3 separate regions of the Mus musculus genome follow, and all the other regions are linked to region 1. The links are chromatin contacts, called in public Hi-C and HiChIP or PLAC-seq maps. All regions are on one chromosome and are shown on one strand. The core of a region is the stretch at or near the end of the contact, and the rest is flanking DNA. Distances in the headings are between cores, read along the strand shown.

The links. Hi-C and Micro-C count contacts between places; a contact is called where the count stands out from the background. HiChIP or PLAC-seq counts read pairs in DNA pulled down with a chosen protein or histone mark.
Region 2: a contact with region 1 is called in an H3K27ac HiChIP or PLAC-seq map of double positive thymocytes, with 2.4 times the contacts expected there. The contact joins two enhancer-like sites. A contact is called at or near these places in 1 of 484 Hi-C or Micro-C datasets (bone marrow-derived macrophages) and 2 of 115 datasets of contacts at active chromatin or transcription factors (double positive thymocytes and large pre-B cells).
Region 3: a Hi-C map of uterus shows a contact between it and region 1, with 2.2 times the contacts expected there. The contact joins two enhancer-like sites. A contact is called at or near these places in 5 of 484 Hi-C or Micro-C datasets (double positive thymocytes and uterus) and 3 of 115 datasets of contacts at active chromatin or transcription factors (bone marrow-derived macrophages, cardiomyocytes and fibro-adipogenic progenitors).

Annotation. Positions count from the first base shown.
Region 1 is chr9:32,814,610-32,818,985 of GRCm38.p6, reverse strand. All of the region lies in intron 2 of Gm3331 (a long non-coding RNA gene), which reads right to left. Among named protein-coding and RNA genes, the nearest start is that of Gm3331, 34 kb to the right of the region's middle. Within about 2 kb of position 2,250, at least 48 of the 459 cell types and tissues checked have an H3K27ac peak or open chromatin away from gene starts, as enhancers often do. A contact at or near this core is called in double positive thymocytes and uterus, where this site is marked.
Region 2 is chr9:32,610,539-32,614,914 of GRCm38.p6, reverse strand. No RefSeq gene overlaps it. Among named protein-coding and RNA genes, the nearest start is that of Gm31928, 18 kb to the left of the region's middle. Within about 2 kb of position 1,809, at least 57 of the 459 cell types and tissues checked have an H3K27ac peak or open chromatin away from gene starts, as enhancers often do. A contact at or near this core is called in double positive thymocytes, where this site is marked.
Region 3 is chr9:32,670,467-32,674,842 of GRCm38.p6, reverse strand. The region is part of intron 3 of Ets1 (E26 avian leukemia oncogene 1, 5' domain); the gene reads right to left. Among named protein-coding and RNA genes, the nearest start is that of Ets1, 36 kb to the right of the region's middle. Within about 2 kb of position 2,127, at least 187 of the 459 cell types and tissues checked have an H3K27ac peak or open chromatin away from gene starts, as enhancers often do. A contact at or near this core is called in double positive thymocytes and uterus, where this site is marked.

The sequences.
Region 1 (4,376 bases), core at 1,001-3,500:
TCCTCTGCAGAACTATCCACTGCTTGTAACTGATTAGCCATCTCTCCAGCCCCAAAGGTTCGAATTTTTAATAATCTTCCTATATAGAAAACATACAGAATTAGAAATATAAATCTTATTCCTCTTTTTAGGCTGCTAGGATAACGAGATTATACTTTCCATATCTTCAGAACATCAAGGACAGAGCCTGGTTTAGGGAAAGCTAACGGTAAACTCTAGCAACCACGGGTCTCAGCAATTAGAAGATAATAAAAACAGAGAGTCTAGCCTTTACAGCTAGTTGAAGAGGCAGAGGGAAAAACAGATGAGGGGCTGGAGAGATGGCTCAGTAGTTAAGAATGCTTCTGTGTGAGAACCATCGTGGGTCACCAGGACCCACATAAAAGCCAGTTGTACATGTCCATCTCTCTGTAATTCCAGCCTTGGAAAGTTGAGACAGGAACCCTGGAGCAGGCTGGTTAAAGAGACTAGTCATACTGAAGAACTCTGTGGAGACTCTGCCTCAATGAATAATATGCAAAAGCTATCAAGCATGATTCTAGAAATCAGCCTTGTGGTCTACGAATGCATATAAACACTCAGACATATGGAAGCCTCTATGCACACACTGAATACCACACATGCACATTACATGCACACACACATACAGAGAGGGGGGAGTTCAGTGTCATTAATAAAATGATAGCATTATTCACTGGATACTTGGAAGCATGGAGGGGCACTAAATATTTATGCTCAATAAATAGTTGTGGTCTAAGTGTGTGGGATTGTTTGGGGATCTAAAACTGGCATGAGACACACAAATAAGGAGTGTGATGTTGAAGAGACCACCTAGGATTGCTGCATTTATGAGAGCCTTTGGCCCTGCTGATGTTTAGCTGCATCAATCTAAGCTAGTAAAACTTCTCGCAATGCTTTGTTTTGTTCTGTTTTACAATGTTGGGAATTAAATGACCATACTTTCTAAGTTTAAATGCTGAAGAACTCTAACTTGAAACTGAGCGCTTAGTTCTTCCTCCATTCAGTTCATGTCCCACTGTGTGTCCTGGAGCGTAGGGAGGGTCCTATAAAATTCTCAGGCCTGGATCCTCTTTCACAAAACAGAAGGCTGGGCCACACTGGGACCTCAGACTGTCACCTGAAGTAGCCTCCCCATACTCTAGTTGTACAGAGACTCTGCCCTCCTGGTGGGGCTCAAAGAGCTTTCTTAGACAGCTAAGCTGCATTCCCCATTCCTCCTGTTTTGTAAGAGAAAGCGACTTCTGTGCTGTGTCTCCTGTTATCTGGTCCGTTTTAAAAATGAGTCTAGAATAGCCAAAACCTCCCTCCAGGGGAAGCCCTCATGCACTATTTTAATTGTGTGATGAATGATGCCCCACTGAACTGCCCTCATAAATCAACTGACAGTGCTTCATACTTCAGGGTAGAATACAAATTCAGAGACAGGGTGAGCATCACCTTAAAGAACAGAAAGGGGGAAGGGAGGATCAGAACGAATGGTGAGAAAAAGATGCTTGAGATTCGAACTGGCTGGGAGAGAGGGGGAGAGAGAGAGACAGAAAGACAGAGACAAAGGGGGAGAGAGACAGAGAGAGAGACAAAGACAGGGAGACAGAGACATAGAGACAGAGACAGACAGAGACAGAGGGACAGAGAGACAGAGAGAGACAGAGACATAGAAACTTCTCTTTCTCAGAGCCTGGTTATTGTTGGCAAGCCTAGATGTTCCTCTGGGAGGACCTCCCATGATGTCCAACCAGAAAAAAAGTTAAAAAGATGAGAGCATGCTGGTGTTTTCTTTTTAATTAGGGTTATTTATAGGGTTGAGAATGCTGTGTTTGTGTGTGTGCCTTCTCCTTCCCAGTGGTCACTGTCAGCTCTTTTTGTCTCCTCCTCACAGAAACAGAAACACAACCTCATAACTTCTGGTGAGAGCATCCCCAGGAAAGTCAGCAGCTCCTGCTGAGTCAGGTGGACATTGAGCTGAGTCTTAAGAAGCAAGATCCTGGGACCGTGCCCACCCCTTATGACTCAGGCGAGAATGAATAGCTGACCTCTCTTGGATGCCCCTGAGAAGGAAGTCTCTGGAGTCGGTCTAGACTGCGATCCGGGAATCTCAAGAGACGGGGCAAAGCCTACAAATGAGTCTCCCAGAAAAGCAGCAGAGTCTGGGAACCAACGGAAACACCTGTGCGCAAAACTACCCACAGCTGTCCCCTCTCGGGTCCTCCAGATTTGGAGGAAGGAAGGAGGAAGCCCTGGGGAGCTGCAGTTGACTACAGGGAGCTTAGAAGCCCAGGCTGTGTCCCAGCTCTGTTGTAGGGAAGGTCTAGTCAAGTTTCTTTTTTTCCCTCTGGAAGTCGGTCTCTTTAGCTGTAAGATGAAGTAGCATGAACCCATGACCACCAGGAGAACTCAGCGTTCTGTGACTTGAGGAGTTCTGTAAAGAGGACACTGGCTCCGCTGCTATTTCTTCCCAGCATCCTCAGGCAAGGGTTGCATTTCTCAGAAGCCCTTGGTGCAGCAGTCTCTGGAGTGGTCAAGCTTCTAAGCACAGAGAGAAAGGAAGCAATGGTGCAATGTGATTCTGCTCTGCTTACAGAAACACCAAGCAGGAGGACCCTGTAGAAAAGTATATGCTCTGGCGCATGCGCCCTGAAAGACCTCTGCCCATTAGCACGCAAGTAATGTTTTCTCTTGCCTCAAAGAATAAGAAAAGTGAAAGAACACACACACTCTCTCACACAAATTGCCACAGTAATTGGCTGATTTTAAGGGTATGATAGACAAGTTTTGATGTAGAATGGCTTCTTCCAAATGGTTTGGTTGTTGGTCACTCCCCGGTCTCTGGTAAAATATTTTGCCACCAAACTATTAGCATAAAAATCATAAAGAAAGGAATGATACCCCACATGCAAGATTCTCAGGGTTTAAATGTTCTAATAGCTCCTCTTCCATACCACAGTCTCAATCATCTGTCCATTTAACAGCCTCTATATGTCGCATGGGCAGTGGTGGTAAGGTAAAACAATGGCAGATGGTCAGAGATGAAAGTATCTTCAGAAATTCTGGAAAGGTGGAAAAGAAGGAGGGATAAGGGAACGTTCCACAGGGAAAAAAATGCCCCACTTGGAATAGATTGGCCAAGTAATCTTGTGCCCAGTGGAGAACCTCACACCAAGTGACCCTTGTCAGCAGTCCTTGCTTCCTTTGCAGCTCTCACCAGGTGTCTCTTTTGTGGTTCTCCCAGTACCTCTGAGCCAGCACACCCTCCATCCTGTTTCTGAGCAATAACGTTATAAAGCAGACCGCATATGTAGTGTGCATACTGATCTCACTGCTGTGCCAACTACAGGCAGAATGTCACTGTGCTTCCTTCGAGCTTTTCAGAAGAGGATGTAACAGTGGCGGACCAAGCGACCAGCAGTTGAGTGTTCTGGTGTAATAAATGAGACTGAGAAGAAGTTGAAGAAGGCTAAGAAGAAGCTTAGTGTCCTCATGTGAGCTATATATACATCCTTATGTGAGGTAAGGATAACCCCCTGGATTCCCCATGTTATTCTCTGGAATTTGGTCCATGTCCGCCTGCTTGCTTCAGGATCCTGCTAACTTGGTTGTGGTTCCCATATGCTGAGAAAGCCATTCTGGAAAAGAGAAGTTGTTATCCATTCCCCAGTTTGTGCAATCATCAATTTGCAAAACCAAAGCCCATCCTCCCCTGCCAGATTTTGTCTGACCCCAAACAATTAAGCGACCCACACTGGTCATTTGCATGGCATTTTGGATCCCCCAAAGAAATTGAAAATAAAGTCCCTCATCTTTGAAAGATTAGCTCAAATAAGCTCACAGTAACTTTTCAGTCCTTTTCAGTCCATAGAATGCTTATCAATCCTAGGCAAGGACATTAATGATATATCTGATAAGAAATTATACAAAGGAATTCAGTACTAAAACTCTGGAATTTGACCCAAATTTGAACACCAGACAGCCTGATTTCATCTAAGTCCATGGTTTTCTGATTCACTTTCAGTTAGCCTGATATGGGGGGGTTTTGTTTGTTTGTTTGTTTTTTGTTTTTTTGTTTTTGTTTTTGTTTTTGTTTTTGCTATTGTTGTTTAGAGCAATGGATGAAAGAGAGTAGCTTTATTCCATAAAACAAAGAAAGTCACGGCCCATATACATTTAGAGACCGCTATCCTAGGAGTCATGTAACCATGGACCCTTGCACACAACACTAATATTCCAAACATAGATCTAGCAGACATAGGTACAGGGACCAGATGTCTCCTTTGCCTTTCGTCATCTATGAAGAGAATCAGAGTATGCCCTGAGACATTTCATCCCTAATACCCCTGTTTATATTATCTACAGTTTTG
Region 2 (4,376 bases), core at 560-3,059, 200 kb after region 1:
CAAACAAACAAAAAATGCCTCTTTTCCAGTAAAATAGGCATGATTTTTGGACTGTTTTTAGCGCACAGATACTGTGTTTTATTAATGCTTCTACAAAAATAAAAAGAGATGGAAAGATTCATTAAAAAGCCATAAACCCCAAACAAGTTCTGTCTGAACTCAACCCCCGGGAAACACGGAAGCTCCTGACCAGAGTGCAGCAATGTGGCCGTTGGCCCCTGGGGAGGCCGGGATGACCCTTGTTCCATGCATCCAATGCACCTAACCTCATTCAGAAAATGCTCTCTCTGGACCGTGCTCAAGGAGGGCTGCTCAAGTTATGGAGTCTATGATGGGGTACACAGAACGGACTTCATTCCTCCCGGACTTTGTAGGAGGACTGAGGCGTCAGTGCCCTCTACTATGATGCCACCAGTCAGACGTCCCTTGGGCAGCCCCACTGTCCTCTTGTTCCAACTGGATGTGGCTCCAGCCACAGCAGCAAATGAGGTGCTCTGGCCTCCTGTTTATCTAACTTTTCCATTACGAGTGATGCTGTACTGGAACCATACACCCAATGACCTCTGGAAGTTCTGCCCTTTCCCCAGTCCCAGAAAATGATTGTCCCTAGCGAGGTGGGGAAAACAGAAGCTTAGAATTAAAAGATAGATGATATCCGCATCTAGATGCGTTCGTATGACAGTTCTCCAAATGACTGTCCCAAAGTCCCAGATTCCTGGAAACAGTAAAGACTGCCTCAAACTGTAGTCACTAGTCTATTATCTTAATCATAGTAACCATTTGGGTTTGATTTGAAAACCTGTGACAGGGAGATAAATTTCTGCCACTGTAGGTGAAGCTTGGAAGGGCTAACCCAATGAATATGCTCAGTTGATCACTTCCTTCCCACACATCCATACTTACATTCTGTGACCCCGGTGCTTACGATTGCCCTGGCAAGTGCTAAGTGGGGACAGCAGAAGGGTCCACAGCCTCCACAAGCTTCCAGTCTGAGTAAAAAGGAAGGCACAGAAGCAGAACAGTCATGACCAAGCTCACTGCACAATGGAGAAGGGGGCCCAGTTTGTCCCAGGGCATTCAGGGAAGGCTTCTTGGAGGAGGGGGAAAGTAACAGCTGAGCATGAAATGAAGGATTAAAGAGAAATGAACGGGAGAGACAGATAGAAAGGAGGTGAAAGATGGGTTTGGGTAAAGAGAGGTGAGAAAATACAGTGGTCAGGAAACCAGCCTCACTGACTATTCCTGGAGCTTGGACAGGGAATAAAGAATGAACAGATGATGGAGATTTCCTAGCACCTAGCACATCATGGGAAGGCGGACAGCAACTTGAACTGTGATTGTCAAAATATCCAAAGGCCCTAGAAGCACACACTTTTGTGCTCCCCCCTTCTCTCCCACATTTTCTCTGCTTTTACATCCCCCTTTGTAAGTACTGAAGCCCCCAATGGTAGGAAGCATTTGTCTAAAAATAGCCCTTCTCAAAGACCCAGTCTCTTCTGAGTTTCTCAGAACATCTGCTCAACAGTTTCCTATAACTGTTTTTGGCCATTAAATCAAAGCCGTCAGAAACAATGTTCTGTTTCTGTCTTTCAAGCAAAGAATTGCCAGGAGGCCTTCCTCTGTAACCCAGACGACAATGGGGCCAGAAATAGCTACTTCCACAGAGACTTTGGAACACCTTACTACCCAGGTCCAAGCAAAGTCACCCGTCTTGTTTTTCTTTCTTTTTAAAGACACTGTTCGACTCCCCTTGTACAGAAAAGAAACTCAGAGAGGCCTAACCTCCTGGGAGAGGAGACACTGCCCTATGCAAATTACCACCTGCAGCTTGGGGCCCTGTGGCTTGTGTAGCTCATGGTTGGTAGGGACCAGAGACTGGTAAATGTCTCATACCAGGATGGTCAGAACAACCACTTGTATGGGGCTGAGGATCGGAGGGATGGTGGGTTCTGCCATGTGATTGGCTTTAGTTCTAAGCTCTACCCGTGTTGTGCATTAAACCCCATTTCTTCATGTGGCACAAAATGTAGGAGTCTGTACTAATCTGTGTTAGTCCAAGGGAGACTTGCATTCACCAGGTTCTGGGTCCTAACAGGTCCCCCCTGCCCTAGACTATACATCCAAGTACCAAGGATCCTGGTGAGATATTTTCTCTGAATTAGACTGCTGTTGTGGTCTGCAAGAATATGAACAAGCCTTGGCGCCATGGTCCTCAGGCAGATGGCAAAAGGAGGAAGAGGGAACCAAGAAGGAGCTTGGTGTGATGCAAAGTGCACATCGTTTAGAGCCAAGGCAAGGGTCTAGCTCAGTTTAGCAGCAGAGTCCAAGTGTGAACGGAGTTGCTTGGTGCCAGAGGCCAGCTGAGAGAACCCGAGGGAGCAAAGCTCTGCTCTGGCATGCAAGATCCAGTCAGGCCTGGTGGTGGGGTGGTTGATACATTAGAAAGCTAGATTCAGCTCCAAGAAAGAGCCGTGGGAGATGACCTAAAATGTTCCCTTACTCTAGGCTAGGACTTTAGTCTGGGCAGTGGATTTAAACATGAGGCTAAAACCTCAAGGCAACTTCCTAGTACCAAGAGTTAGAGTCAGCACCCCAAGTGAACAAGGCTCATGTGACTCAGATCATGGTGCACACAGTCTATGAGTGGTGCAGGTCTCCTCTAGCCTTAAAGGAAGCAAGTGGTCCCCTTTCACAACACGCAAGGTACTGCCATCAGGGCTGGCTCAGAGTGGAGATGAGCCGGTAGGCATAGGGGAAGCCAGGGAAGCAACTGTCAGGGTGGGTTTAGCAAGCTCAACCCCCTCCCCCCAGATGAAGCTCTCTACATTTTTGGATGTTTTCTTCCACTTGTATAGATCAGCCCTGGAAGTTTGGGATAGAAGCTGGTTTCCACAGCTCATGTTCCTCAGACAGTATGCCAATGGAAAATAGATGGACCATCTGACCTGGGGACATAGCGAGGCATTTGCTACCTGGTCAGTAACTGCAGGGACAGACTGAGAAGCAGCAGCAGGCGTTTCCTTATCATCGTGTGTGAGCACTGAGCATAGCCAAACGATATCTAACGCGGAGATGATGTGATCCATTTCTTCCTTCTGTTTCCTCCTTCCCCACTTCTTCTCTCTCCTCTCCTCTTCCTCTCCCTGATCCCCGCTTCCAGGTGCAGTTTGTACCATAATGCTATGAAAGTAGTTTAATGTCACAGACAGATATATTATATATTTTACTCAATGAATCCAACAGCCAGCTCAGGTGGAGACATCATCCTAACACATTTGTAAAACTCTCCCATGACTGTGTCGAAGCCAGAAGAACGAGTGCAGAGACCCACAGCCCAGAGACACCTGCACCTACTGCCTGAGCACGTGGCACACAGCCATCCCACATTGCAGCTTCTTTGTGGAATCATTTCTGCACACCTGTCACTTCTTAAAGAGAAATGTGAAGTCTACAGGTAGATCCGCACCCCAGCAGTAAGACCCAATGGGCTACTTTAGGGATTCCCTGGTGCAAACTGTGTGTGCATGTGTGTGTCTGTGTGTGTGTCTGTGTGTGTGTGTGTGTGTATGTGTGTGCGTGTGTGTGTGCATGTGTGTGTGTGTGCATGTGTGTATCTGTGTGTGTCTGTGTGTGCATGTGTGTGTCTCTGTGTGTCTGTGTGTGTATGCGTTCATGCATGTGCATATGTGTGTGTGTGTGTGCCCCTGTTTACATTGGCATAGGTGTTTGGGGTAGGTGTCAGTGTGTTACTGGGTGGTGTAATGAGTACTTGGAAGTTGCTCACATCTCCCAGTTCGCTCAGTGGCCCACCACTCAACCCCTCACAACTACCCTTGCAGGCTTTCAGATCACAGTTTATCCCTGTGTCTTGCTGCCCTTGGTGAAGCAGCTCTACCACCGTGGAAGAGTAGGAAGCCCTGTGGACCAAAGCTGTTGTGTTACAGACAAGGTGGAAGGCTTCCTAGGTAATAATTTTCAAAAGTGTTTCCATTTCATTGCCCCTGCCTACCCAGGAGATGAAAGATCAACCCCAGGCTCTCTGCATCAGGCCATGCATTACAACATGACTAACAGTCAGAAGACGCTGGCTTCGTCACACTGCCTAACCCCAGGTGTCTGTTCCAGCCAGAGCCCTACTGTGGCCTCTGTGCTCTGTCCTCTGAAAAGCACGGTGGTGGCTGCTGAGGGCATGGGGCCCCCTAAATTCCTGGGAAGCACTCACATCTGTTCCCACACCAACAAGCAGAACAGCCAGGGCAGACCCTCTGAACAGGAGCTCATCTTTCCCCGTCTGTCCTTTCACGTGCGCTCAGGAGTGTCACCTTTGGATGTGCCCCCATTGCTCCCTAGAAATCCCCTGAGTGCTTTCTCCTCGC
Region 3 (4,376 bases), core at 878-3,377, 140 kb after region 1:
CAGGTCTGTTCAAAGTGATGAAGCATCTTTTTTTTGCTCTCTCTAACCTCCCTTGGGCTCTCTAGGACAGTCCACAGGCATATCTGATTCCAGATGCAGCTGTCCACTTTCATAATAAAACTCCAGTATTTGGCCTAGGGTCATCAACCAGCCCTAAGTCTTGTTCCACTAGAATGTCTATCTAACATACCAATGAAAGATACATACACTAAAACAACAATTAGCAGGCCCAAGTAGTAATCCAGAGTTCATGTAGGGTAATCCAGAGTTCATGTAGGGTAATCTCTCTCTAGAATGGAGAGGTCTGCAAACTACCAGTTGTCTAAGTGAACTTTAGCAAGAGAGCCTGGTCAGCCACTTCAAGAAAAGCCAGAGATCAGACATGAGGGCTGGGACTCCAGAGGATGGTGCCTGGACAGAGGCAGTTGGCTGGGACTGTCACACCCAACAGATCTCCTGACACTGTTACACTATATGTTCTGACAAAGTGATCCAGACATGACAGTCACCACACTTTGTCCCACTGTATAAGGTGAGGGTGGTGAACCCACTAGAGGGTAGAAAAGCCGACTCAAGATATATCCTGAGTAGCATAAAATAAAGCAGAAAGATGTGTCTGGACATTGAGCCAGGCCGTGATTCTTATCTCCAAGACAATGGGATGGAAACAACTTCCAGATTTAAATACAGTCTCTGGGGATCAGCCACAGCAGTGGAAAGGGATTTGGAGGAAGGAAGTTGACAACAGTGAATTCATTGCTGTTAAACAAGATATGCTGGTGTGCTCTCCCTATCTGCTTCTGCGGGGCACAATGGAACCTTTCCCCTTACTGTAGGAGATCCTAACTTCTCTGGAGTCCCAGATCATGCTGAGAAGCAGGGGAAAGCAAAATTCTTGTATGTATTATTTTTGGCAAGATCATTTCTGACGAAGAAGAAGAAGAAGAAGAAGAAGAAGAAGAAGAAGAAGAAGAAGAAGAAGAAGAAGAAGAAGAAGAAGAAGAAGAAAAGAAGAAGAGGAGGAGGAGGAGGAGGAAGAAGAAGAAGAAGAAGAAGAAGAAGAAGAAGAAGAAGAAGAAGAAGAAGAAGAAGAAGAAGAAGAAGAAGAAGAAGAAGAAGAAGAAGAAAATCTGTGACAATTAGCAGATTTAAGACTTGGTAGAAGGTCTTCAGGGTTGGTGATGTACAAGCAGGAGACCCAATAAAAGACACAGGCAGTTAGGACCTGGTTCTATCGCTGTTTAAATCACTGGTGTTTCTGCTTTCCCACTACCTCTTGACAAGGTCTTCAAGAAAGGAATTCCAACTTGCAAAGCAGTTTGCTTGCTTTGGAGGCTGAGGTTTAAATGCCACCTGAAAGGGTGAATAGAGTTTGTGGAAATCTGTTTTATTAAGAAGCAAGAGTCTTCAAAGGCCATAGGTAAGGCTTAATAGGATGCTCAGGAATAGGAAGCCCATCCATATTAAAAAACAAAAAACAAACAAACAAAAAACCACAGTGATGCAGAGAAGAGAGAGCCAGCCCTCCAGACAGTGAGATAGGGCAGGGTCTGAACTGAAAGGCAGAGGCTATGCACAGGGGCGAGTTCTGAGGGCCAAAGGCTGCCCAGGGAGAGGTGATCTCTCCCATAGTGCAATTAGGCCTCCTGTTTGACCCCTGACTTTTGCCCCACAGGATATTTATGGTCTCTGGACAGGCAGCTAGGGGGCAAATGAAGGGATATAGACTCTGAAGGCCCTTAGTAGGGAAAGAACTAGAAGGAGAGAACTGAGGTGGAGGGGGGGGCAGGGATGGAGAGAAGGTAGGAGAAGGGAGACAAGGAGAGAGGGAGGGAGGGACAGCAGGCAAACAAGCTGGCTTTCCTAACAGCAAGGACTCTCCTGGCAGGGAGTGGTGCCCTTGCTTACACCCCACCTATCTAGAACTCCCATTAGCCTCTTGCAATCTAAATCTAAGTTCAGAATCTCATCTGTTTCTTAAGCAGATGTGCCACCACAAACCAAGGGGACAGCAGGCAGGTCAGGCAGGCCAGGCCTCTCCCCTCCCAGAGTCAGCAGTGGCAGCTGCCCAAGGTGGGGCCTGGATACCCCACTTCGGGGCGGGCCGCTGGGGCGCTGCTTGGCTGGCAGTGCCGGGGTTAACCCGGCAGCCCTGCGGAGCAAAGATTTCTGTTTTATTTCAGCGGGGGAAGTGTGTGCTGCCTGATTAGCTGGATGGTTTCCTCTTTTCCCATAACCTCCAGACCCCCACGGCCCAAGTGTTTACTCTCTGAAATAAAAAATCTGCTGGTGTTTTTCTTTTTGTGTGCTCGTGTATTTTGGGAGGATTGCAGAGGAGGAAGGCGGGGTCGGGGTGAGGGACCAGCCTGGGGGAAGGGAGGGCGCAGCCTCCAGCTGCAGAAGCTGCAGCTCAAGAAAGCAACTTCTTAACGAGGGAGCTGGTCTCTTGCTCTGGCAGCTATAAACACACTGAACATCTGGAGGCCAAGAGTCTCTCCCGGCCAGACGTGAGCACCACAGGCTGTCCCTGCCCGGCCGTCCCCACCCCCTCGGCTCTCACACCCCCTCTCAACTCAGATCAGCCCCAGCCCTCTCACATCATCCACCCACCCGACCATTTCCATTCACAGAGATCCGCAGCGCCCGCTAGCAGCCGGCCCGCGGGAGCTGAGAGGAGACGAGCAGGCGACGCCAGCCAGCAGTGGCCACCCCGCCCCCGCCCCTGTTCCAGAAGAGGGGTCAAACTGCTAGAATCCAATAAGAACTTGGTGCCCCGGGGACCTTTTCCCAACTCGGACTAAATATTTGCGGTTTGAAGAAGTTAAGAGAACTCCCCCGCCCCTCCAGAGCCCCCTGAGAGTTCCAGTGCAATGCTGTTACTTCCTTGGCTTTTTTGAGAAACAAGGAATTTATCTATCAGGTGGTCAGGCCAACAGAAGGCTTGCATGCTAATTGTCACTCTGCTCGCCCTGCTGAGATGAGACGCTCTTTCTGCACCTGGGTCTCCTTCCTTTCCCAGCACCGAGGAAAGGATTCATTCTCTCACACACAGCCAGCCAAAGTCCTGACTTTTCCTTAGCATAGCTCCAGTGAGCCCCAATCCCAGAATGCCCTGGGTACTTCTTCTCAGGTACCCCTCTCTTTTTACTGGTGAAACGAGTTATAGTGGGGACAATGTTGGCAGATGTAATATATGTGTTATATATGATAGAAAAAGAGGAGAAGGAGAGGGCACGGGGGGGGGGGCGGGGGTGGAAAAAAAGGAGGAAAGAGAGAGCCTGAGGGTAGGATGTGCCTTGGGCAATGAGAAAGTAGTCAAAGCTTTTTAGGTCAGAGTCAGACACCTTCTTTCTCTGGCTCCTTTAACTTCATCGTTGAACTATGGTTCATAGGAAGGGTGGCATTTATTGTCCATTGACCAAGGCCTTTCATGTCTTAAATTATGAAACCAGCATAAGAACTCAAAAATAAGGTTAAGGACCTGTCTGTTGAAGATTAGAAACCCAAGAAATGTATTAAAAACTCCAGGACATGATGCTGTGTTCTTGCTCTCTCTACCAAACCAATTTAAACCCTTGAACTAGACCCAGTTCTATTTAGAGTCATACCCTCACACAAAGAATCTGAATGTTAAGGACCACACATTCAAAGGTTTCAAGGAGGCAGAAGGTGGGAGTCTAAGAGAGGAGGCAGTAAACCCTGGCCAATAGGAACCAGCCACCCACAGCTGGCCAGGAATCCACTTTCCCTTGCAGAGGAAGGCTCAGGCACACAGATACCTTGATATAAAAAACAAAACAAAAAACAAAAACCCACAGAGTAAATGCAAACAAACATGGAGGAGCAGTGAGTGGATTTGGGGCTAGCCTCACCTATGACCTTTTATTCCAGTATGTACTTAAAGCCCCTCAGAGATGTGATGGGGAAGGTGTGTGAAAAGATCGTCCCTGGACACCTTCCTCTAGGGACCCAAGAAGGGCAGTTAGACCTGGTCTTTTGGGAAAGATGAACTTTGAGACAAGACTATAGCTAGCTCTTTCTGAGATAGCACAGCTGCCAAACCAGGATCAGAGGAACCCAAGCTGCCCATCTCCCTTAGTGGTCAGACCCTATTTACAGAAAGACAATTCTCTCCTATTAGGCTACATAGCCTTTTCCAGACCAGTCAGGGCTACATAGAGACTGTCTGAAAAATAAGTAAATACTTAAATAATAGTAATAACAACAACAACAACAATAAAAACAAATTAGTTGTAAGGAACTGCCTTGTCAAAGTTTAGACTGTGCCACATTGAGTTGGAAAATCAAGAACATCCAATAAAATGTTGAGAATGGGGGCCCCTGAAAGGCTCCTCATGTACCTCACTATAGGCTAC